Regions from separate parts of the Oryctolagus cuniculus genome. Here region 1 is linked to region 2. A link is a contact called in public Hi-C data. All regions are on one chromosome and are shown on one strand. Each heading gives the region's core, a stretch centred on a gene start, on an enhancer-like site or on the middle of the called end of the contact. The rest is flanking DNA. Distances are from core to core; before and after follow the strand shown. Region 1 holds the start of DRAM2 (DNA damage regulated autophagy modulator 2). Region 2 overlaps DENND2D (DENN domain containing 2D).

Evidence for each region. Hi-C and Micro-C count contacts between places; a contact is called where the count stands out from the background.
Region 1: a contact with region 2 is called in a Hi-C map of skin fibroblasts, with 2.2 times the contacts expected there. The contact joins the promoter of DRAM2 here to the enhancer-like site in region 2. A contact is called at or near these places in 2 of 6 Hi-C or Micro-C datasets (skin fibroblasts and an unstated tissue).

The regions. Positions count from the first base shown.
Region 1 is chr7:59,166,395-59,170,838 of mOryCun1.1, reverse strand. DRAM2 (DNA damage regulated autophagy modulator 2) reads right to left here and starts at 1,888. Exons shown (of 10, transcript XM_070077908.1): 1 at 1,751-1,888. It overlaps CEPT1 (choline/ethanolamine phosphotransferase 1), which reads left to right and starts at 1,882. Exons shown (of 9, transcript XM_008264699.4): 1 at 1,882-2,021.
Region 2 is chr7:59,116,672-59,121,154 of mOryCun1.1, reverse strand. DENND2D (DENN domain containing 2D) reads right to left here. Exons shown (of 12, transcript XM_070077883.1): 8 at 2,366-2,543. Among named protein-coding and RNA genes, the nearest start is that of DENND2D, 12 kb to the right of the region's middle. Within about 2 kb of position 1,349, at least 3 of the 8 cell types and tissues checked have an H3K27ac peak or open chromatin away from gene starts, as enhancers often do.

The DNA of each region.
Region 1 (4,444 bases), core at 639-3,138, 49 kb before region 2:
GAGTGAAGGGGCTGGCGCTGTGGCACAGCGGGTTAACACCCTGGCCTAAAGCACCAGCACGTTCTAGTCCCGGCTGCTCCACTTCCAATCCAGCTCTCTGCCGTGGCCTGGGAAAGCAGTAGAAGATGGCCCAAGTCCTTGGGCCCCTGCACCCATGTGGGAGACCCAGAGGAAGCTCCTGGCTCCTGGCTTCGGATCGGCACAGCTCCGACCATTGCAGCCAATTGGGGAGTGAACCAGCGGATGGACGACCTCTCTCTCTGACTCTACCTCTCTCTGTAACTCTTTCAAATAAATAAAATAAATCTTTAAAAAAAAAAAAAAAAAAGAATGCAGAGTGAAGTCCAGGTTCCTCCACTTCTGATCTAGCTTCCTGCTAACGTGCCTGGGAGGGCAGAAGTTGATGGCCCAAGTATTTAGGTCCCTGCCACCCACACAGGAAACTAAGATGCAGTTCCTGGCTCCAGGGTTCAGTCTCACCCAGCTGGGATGTTGTGGACATTTGGGGAATGAACCAGAAGATGGAAGATCTCTGTTAATTTACCTTTCAAATAAGTCTTTAAAAGAAAAAAACTGTAGCATCAAACAGTATACATATATCTTATGTTCACTGAGTCTCTGGATTGCATCCAGGGATGGAACCTACTGTCGAGGTTCACCTAAGTACACTCTGTGATATTCCCACAGTGACGAAATCATGCAATAAGGCATTCCTCAGAAGGTTAAGAGATGAACGACTGAAATGAGGAAGGAAATTCTGGATGTTCCAAACTTACACAATGTCTTAGGCTTCTTTCAGAATGACACAGAAGCATCGTCCCAAAGCAAAGCATAACAGGAAAAAAAAAAAAAAAGGTTATTTTTCTTAACTCTAACTTGTCCTCGTGACAAATATACCGTTCTCTAATGGTTAATCTAGAAGTCTAGATATCATTTTATAAGCTACATCAAATGTCAAATGGAGAGATTTCATGATGCAATACAAATCACAGTTGTATTTGGGTGATTATTTACCAATTAAAATTTGGGAAAACCGAAAAAATTATTGCTATGGTGCATTTCCTGTGTTTTCCAAATAAAGCACGTTGCGAGATCACTCGGGAATAGCAATTTCCTTTCTTGGGCCTACTCCCAGCAACAGAATTCTACGTACTAGACTAAGCTTACAGTAAACACAAGGTCATCGCGGATCTCAATTTCAAACGTCTCCCTGCCCCCACCACCAAGGTACCTGAACCCAGGAGTAACTACAGGACGCTCACTCAATCATTAAACTTTTGGGGGACTAAGCCGCAGGTTCTGGGGGGCCGCTCAAACAAAACCAGAAGAATTATTTAGCAAGGTGAAGCACTGGAGCAAAGACCTCGGCTCGGCTTTGCCCGGGGCCAGGGAAAGATGCGGGAGCTGAGCTTGGGCACCAACTCGGGCACGCGGAGCGTGGGGAGGACGACACAGGAGGACAACAAAACCGCGGAACGGACACCAAACCACATCCTGCGCTCTCCCCCGCCCCTGGGTGCCCCGGAGCCCGGGAGCCGCTTCAGCCCCCTCGGGCCCTCTGCGGCGCCCAGCCGCGTCGCCCTGGAGGCAGGCAAACCCGCGTGCGCGCGCCACGGCGAGAGGGGCACCAGGCTGCGCCCACTTCCCCGACCCGTCGGATGCCACCCAGTGACGTGGCCTCTAGAGCGAGCGCGCGGGCCCCAGGCGCCCGACCTGTTCCTCCTTCCACCCTCCTCTGAGCCTACCTTACCTGGCTGACCCTGCCAGGACAGGCGGAGGCTCCGAAGCCTTCCCGGAGCTCAAGGGGCAGGGCGGGGCACTGGGGCGCGCTCCCGAACGGCCAGGCCAGCCCTGGGCGCGCTCACCACACTGAGGAACGCGCCCGCGCCGCCGCTTCCTCCGAGCCAGTTTCCCTTTACGGCTATCGCGAAACTGTCGTGAACGTGCTGCCGCGGATCAGAGTCACCCAGTGGAGCGAAGTCGGAGTTGATATTCCTGGGGGTGTGCTTGTGGGGGTCGGGGTAAGACTGCGGGGCTCGGTGTTAGGAGGACGGCCGGGGAGCGAAGGACGTGGTGGGGGACACGTCTCCAGGGAGGAGTGTGGCGAGGGCTGGATGCTCTGGGGTGGGGCATTAGGCTGTAGCTGTGTACGGACTTGCGCGAGGCGGGCGAACGCCGTCCTTCTTCCTCGAACAGGGTGGCCTCGCGCGCGGGGTTGTGGGGAGGGCGAGGGTCGAGTGCCCCTCTGGCCCCCGGTGGAGACTGAGGCGGCAGAGCACGGGCCTCCGGGGCGGCCGTGAGGAGCGGAGGTCGAGGTGAGGAGGAGCGCGGCGGGCCCGCGCTGGGCGGCGGAGGGCTGCGGGCGCTGCCCGCGCGGAGCCGACCTTGCCTGTCGGGTCCACACCCTCCCGCCCGGCTGCTGCCAAGTCCACAGACCGTGTGGCATCCTCTCCCAGGTTGATTTTCCCGTTGAAAGGGGTGCCGATGTGGCGTGGCGGGGCCTCGCGTCGTGGTCAGCAACTTTTCTGGAAATTTCAGCCAGTGCTGCCCAGGATTCTTGGAAGGAGAACAGGAGGGTTGCTCCAAGTGTTTGCCAGGGTTCCCGGGAACACCGGATGAATGGGACCAGACTTTACATTTAGGCGTGTTTGGCTTGTTTCCTTCAATGCGATGCCGGGCAGTTTTGTGTCATTTTGGCCATTTTGCAGCACTGGTGTTGGGTATGTGGTTTTACTTTACTGAAGAAGGGGTGTGCACGGCTGTCTTTCTGCAAGTACTAGTGTTCTTATGTGGATGTAGTCAAAGAGCAGGTCTAGCCCCTACTCTCAGATGAGTAGGGATGGGTTCAGCCGGTGTGTTTTGAATTGAGTGACTTGAAACACAAGTTAGACTGTGGTAAGGGCAGTTAGTGGATTACCAGTGTAGAACGACTCGCGTTCCCATGAAGCCCAGAGTTGAAGTGAAAGCCTTGTACTGCGTGTTAGTTCTGTGCTGAGAAAGCTAAAAGTCCCCTTGTACAACTTGTCCTCATGACCCTTCCGTTCAAGAAATGACAAGTGTTTGCTCATTTTCTTTAGAGGAGACTTGTTACTTCCTTTTTTAAGGAGTGCCAAGATGTCATTTCACCAAAACTCTAGATCTGCGTTGTGTTACACAGTGCATTTCAATTCTGTTGAAAAGGGTTTTGTTTGGGGGAACTTGCTGTATATATGACTTGTTAAATAATGCTGCACTTGATCCTGTGATCCCCCTAGTTTTTTCTTTCCTTCTTTCTTTCTTCCTTTCCTTCCTGGTTCTTTACAATTTGCTCAGCCTCCCTAATAGTGTGAGCCTTTAGTATTTTCATTTGGCGGTGCCATAAGGGCTGTTTAGTCCCCAGTTGCCTGTGAAAGGACTGCAAACATAGTGCTGAATCAGTGCAGATCAAAACTTGGCACCCTCAGACACGGGGTGGGAGGATGGGAATTCTGGAATTTGAAACAGCAGGTTGGATGTTGTGTAAACTTACCTTATGCTCTGTTCGACAGTTGGACTTTATTTTATTTTTTTTTAATGTGAAGCTTGTGAAATACTGTCAGGTATTCCCTGTGCTGAAGTCCAGGAAGGAATAAAGTCAGCAGTATTCCCTTATCCTCAGCTGCTATTGTGCAGATGTTCTATATGATAAACTTTTTAAAGCCTACATGTGTGTAATTTTAGTAGATGTACTCATGAAATGACCTCTGATTATATTTTTGTACTTATCCTGGACTTTTCACATAACTGTGGATGCCTGCACAAAGAAAATTCTTTGTCAGACCATATGTCGTCTTCTTTGGACTCACAAAACAGTTTGTTGACAGTGTATTGTATCGGAGGGTATTTACAAGACTACCCTCCATCTTTTGGTTTTCCTGAGAGTATGAAATGACATATTTCAATCTTTTTCCTCAAGATCTAGAACAACTAAATGCTGATTAAATACTAGATGAATCATATTTGTTCATTGTTCAGTAAGTACTGATTAACTACTTAGTGTTAAGTATGGTGTGGGATTTGGGGAAAAGAATGTTAATGAGACTGGCATGGCCCTTGCACTCATGAAGCTTACAGAAAAGTGTGGAGAAAGACAAACCCCCGCCAAAAAACAGTTAGCAAACAAAAAACAGTTCAAAGAGTGGTAAATGAAACGTTGTGAAGGGAGCAGAGTACAGTAGAGCCAGGTTAGTAGAAGAGAGGAATTTACTTACTAAGAGAAAAGGCTACAGTAGCTATCAGATTATGATCATTGTTATCATAAACTGAATTAGAGGTGGTGGGAATTATTTTTACAGTTTAACTATTAACTTTGATATTGGCATTTGGCAGAGTGGTTAATCTGTTGTGATGCCTACATCCGGAATCATGGATTTGACTGCATTCAAATCCTGACTCTGCCTCCAATTCCTGCTTCCTGCCAGTGTGC
Region 2 (4,483 bases), core at 100-2,599:
CAGTGTCTCATGGAATCCTCAAAACAGTACAGCTGTCGTCAAGGCTGCAATTTCCTCCCTACGGCTGTGCTCCAACTCCCTGTGCTCTGGTCAGCTTCAAGAGAGAGGTGCATGTGTTTTGATCTTTTAATGCTTGCCACAATTTTATGAACAACTGCCTGGAGTTCTATTTAAAAGTTCCCTCAGTGCTTTGGGCCTTCCAGCAGGAGCCTCAGCAAGGAAAGGAGATGAGCCCAGGGTCAAGGGAAAAAGGGAAATAAACGAACCCCAGGCCGAGAGCAAAAGAGAAAAGAAGTGAGGGAGGAGATCATGCGTCTAGGCTGCAAGTGAGACAAGCATGGGGCTGGAACTCAGAGGACCAGGGTTCTACCCACCTGCCCCTGTCACAGCCTGAGGGGTCTTCCAATGAGACCAGAGATTACAAGTGGGCCTCCTGCTGGCATATCTTTGATCCTCAGAGTATTTTTGAATAATTTGATGAGTTTCCAATATTTAAATTGAATTCCCATAAAATTTGAACTTTTGACCTCTCTTGAAAAGTCAGAAACTTGAACACTGACCCATATTTCTGAAGGATGATCATCAGCTGCCCCCTTCAGGCAAGCATGCGGTCACCAGTTTGCCATAATCCCCCAGATCCTGGGTTGGTCATTTAGGACCCTGTGTTGGCCTCATCTTTCTGGTTTATGACCTTAGTTTGACAATAGGGTGTGAATAATCCCTCTTTGCTCCCCCTTCTTTGAAATACAAGGAGGAAAAAAAGTATGCCAAAAACAGAGTGCGCACTGTAATTATGTATCACCAGGGGAGAAAAGTTGAACTAGTCCAGGCCTGAAACCACTTGTATACATAGGCTCAGATGCCTTCATGTAGAGAAAGCTGTTCATTGGCCAGGGTGGGTGGAGGGAGGCTGGGAGGAAAGATATGTTGAAAGACTAATTTTTTTTAGATTGTTCCCAGAAATCTTTCCAGTATTGGGGTATATTATTGCCTGCAGAGTGATCCCTTCCAAACAGCTTACAGGGAAGGCCAAGGGATCCCCTTTCCCCCAGCACACACAAACATGCACCCTGCACACATGGCCCTCACTCCTCCTCCTCCCCTGCCCATTTCAGAGCACTGATGAGGAAGAAAATAGGCCAAGTCTCTTGGAGGGCAGGAACCTTGGGTGTCTTCCTGCCTGGTCATTGTGGGGAGGAGCCACAGCTTCCCAGGAGCTGGAGTTGCAGAGTCAGGAAGTTTCATAACTTGTGGGGTTGGGACATTTTAAGTTTTATTGCTAAACACGGGGCTAATACTCTCTCCCAGTTAGTCACATGGCTAAGGGTGGTTCAAAGGGCATGTGTACTCAGCAGTCCCAGGGAAGGGTGGGAGGGCCAGGGAGCAAAGAAGGGAAACAGCCTGCTTCTAGCTCTCCCAAGAACACGTCTCATAAAAAGGGCTTTGGTTGTTTTCTGTGCCAGGTCTCACTGTTCCTTATGTGGCCTCAGATGTGTCAACTGAGTTCTCTGGACCTTAACTGTCCCTTAAGTAAAATGGGAACCCTCCCTTGTAGGGCTGGCTCCACACCTCTGCAGCAGTAGCTTACTTCCGAGACTCCACCTCTCCCCTTTCTTGGCACAGAGGAAGTCAGTTGTTAGCCAGGGCAGATGTTCCCCAGTATCTCTCTAGTCTCGAATGCTGTAACATACTATCCTTTGGAAGTTCCCACTGACAAGCAAAACAGAGCACATGCTTTGAGTTTTTCTTCCAGCATCAGGGATATTTCTTGCTATTGATGGCCACTTTCATACCTGAGCCCTCTGGTTGGGTCAAGGACACTGCCAAGAAGTAAGAAGCTAAGAAAAGTCAAAGGGAACTCAGCCCTGTACCCTCCATAGCCACCTGGGTACTGAGCTACTGAGAAAGATGGCTCTTGCTGCAAAAGACTCATTGTTTACAGGCCTATGTTACAGCTCACGTCCAAGGAATCCGAATGAGTTCTAGCGGAGTGTGTGTTACACATACCAGCTGTGCCCATCCAATTCAGATGGAGGTGGGACATCCCTTAGGCTTTTTTGGGGCTAGCTGGTGTAGGACAGTCTGATGACCCCTGAATAAGCTGTGTGTCACCCCTTCAGCCCAACAGGAAATCATTGAAGGTGAAAAGACCAATGCTTACTGAGCATCAAGTACATGTGGCAGCAGGCCAGGAGTCTTACACAGGTTCTGTCCCCCAGAACCCCTAGGAGTTGGACACTCATCCCCACATTACAAATAAGAAAGCGTGGCTGAAAGAGGCGGAGTGATCTGCCACAGGTCACCAATCACAAATCACACAGCAGGGCTGGGATCCAAATCACGCACCCTTCTTGTTGCTCCATACCTCTTCCATGGGGCTGTCCATAACCTCCTGCAGGAAGCGCATCTGCACACCAACCATGAAGGGGGTTGGGCAGCAGACGGTAGCGAGAAGGCTCTCGGGGACAACAGGGATGTAGGTGTGTGCCCAGCTGAAGGGGTAGAGGAGTGCGGCAGTAGCGTGGATGCACTGAGACAGGGTGCTGGGACAGAGAACAGAAGTGAGAGAATGAGAGGGCCCCCTGCACCTCCACGCTGCACACCCACCCCTCACAACCCACCGCCACAGGAGCTTCCAGAAGTGCAACTCTGGGAGCCCTGCGGCTCACAGAGCTTGTAACCACCTGTCGCTGGGAGGGGAGGGGCAGAAAGCAGGAGAGGCGGCCAGGGCACCTCCAAGGGTGAGGCCTCTATTTGATCCTTCTTTCCCTGGTCCCTCAGTCTTCTCAACTCATTACTGACAACAAATAGAAGTGGCCCACAAGAGGGGAGGGAAGAAGCTGTCTCCTCCCTCAAGCAGATCATTGCTTGAGCCCTTGCGGAGCTCGTGGTGCCGTGAAGACAGACAGGGACACACTGGGAGCTCCGCCGCAAGCCAAAGCCTTCTTTTCCTCTTTATGTCTGCACCCTCCTGCCCAGCCTTGACCTCACACAGCCCCTGGCCACTGGAGCCCAGGTTGGTGCCTGAGTTAGCCTGGGAAATCCCTCACTTCCAGGAACCTCTGCCGGGCCATTCCCACACGGAAAGTCCCACAGAGGTGGCTCCTCCAGCCTTTCCAGCCAAGCACTGCTCTGGTGTCTTTGCTGCCCAGGTCACAGCTCAGCCTCCTTCCTCAGCCTACCACACACGCAGCCCCACTCTGTCTTCCCTCTTTTCCACCAGCTTCCAAGGCTCCTCAACACTCCAGCCAAATCGCCCCCAAGCCAAGGCCAATAAAAACACAGATGTGGAAACCTTGTTTCAGTTCTTTGTATCGGGACTGCACGTCCTGAGTTAGAAAGAGGAGTTCTCTGAGAGCCTAGCAAGAGAGCAGGCTGACTGCAGGTTCCTGCCCTGCCTGGCTTTGGGGGTCTACAGACCCGGAGCTGAAAGGAAGTGAGGGGTAGTGGCAGGAGGGAAGCCCTGCCCCCTTTATTTCCTGACCCCTAACTTGAGCAGGGAGGGCCAGAACCCCAGCTGCAGCCACTATGAATCTTCCATACAGGCCAGGCATGGGAGAGTCACTTCCTAAGTGAAAGACCATGCCGCTCCCTGCGAGGAGCAGCCTGCAACAAGTTCTTTCTCAGTTATCACTGATGTTTCTTAGAATTCTCACCACGCAGAAGCCACTCCCTGCCCAAACTTCCTCTCCTCTGACACCCCTGACGTCCACCTGACCCCACCCCACTTCTGTTTGTTCCCTAAACATCTTTGCTTTCCCTTCCTTCCTAGAAGATAGAACCAGGGCTCCCAGCCCAATGTCGTCGGTTCTCTCCCTCCTCAGATAGGAAGGTCAATCCCCTACTATTTGTATTTCTTTTGTGTTCTCCATTCTGCCACTTTTCTCCCCATATCTTTCTTGGACCTGAAGGCCCTCGGGAGGAAACCAGTTCATGAAAGCACCCTGCTTCAACTACACGCAGGGATACACTCAGCCATGAACCTAAGAACAGCTAGTGCTTACCACTATGTGCCTGCAGGGCGCCAAGTACCTCGTGTGTCTGATTCCTTCTCTTCCTCTCCACGGCTTTACGAGGTAGGTGTAATCACTTCCATTTTATAGATAATGACTTCAAGAAGTTATTAATAAACTAACAAAGGGGACCCTCCTAGCTAAAGGCGGAAGGAGAGCAGAGTTTGAATCTCATTCTGCTGATTTTTCTGGGCTTACGCTTTCAACTGCTAAGCAATTCTACAGCCCCTGAGGTCAAGGGCCAGGTCTTGGTTGTGCCTTCCCAGTGCCAGGCACTTGACAAACAGTAGACACATCATAAATGTTTGCTCAGTGAGTAAATAAATGGGCTTTGCCTCTGTCCCATCACAGATGTTCCTGTCCTGTTCTCCACCCTCCTTCCATCCCTCCGTGTTGCAAGGGCAGCATCCTGTCTACATCCACCCTAACCAGTCCCGCCTGGGCTGTCCCAGGTAAAACTTCATGCCATT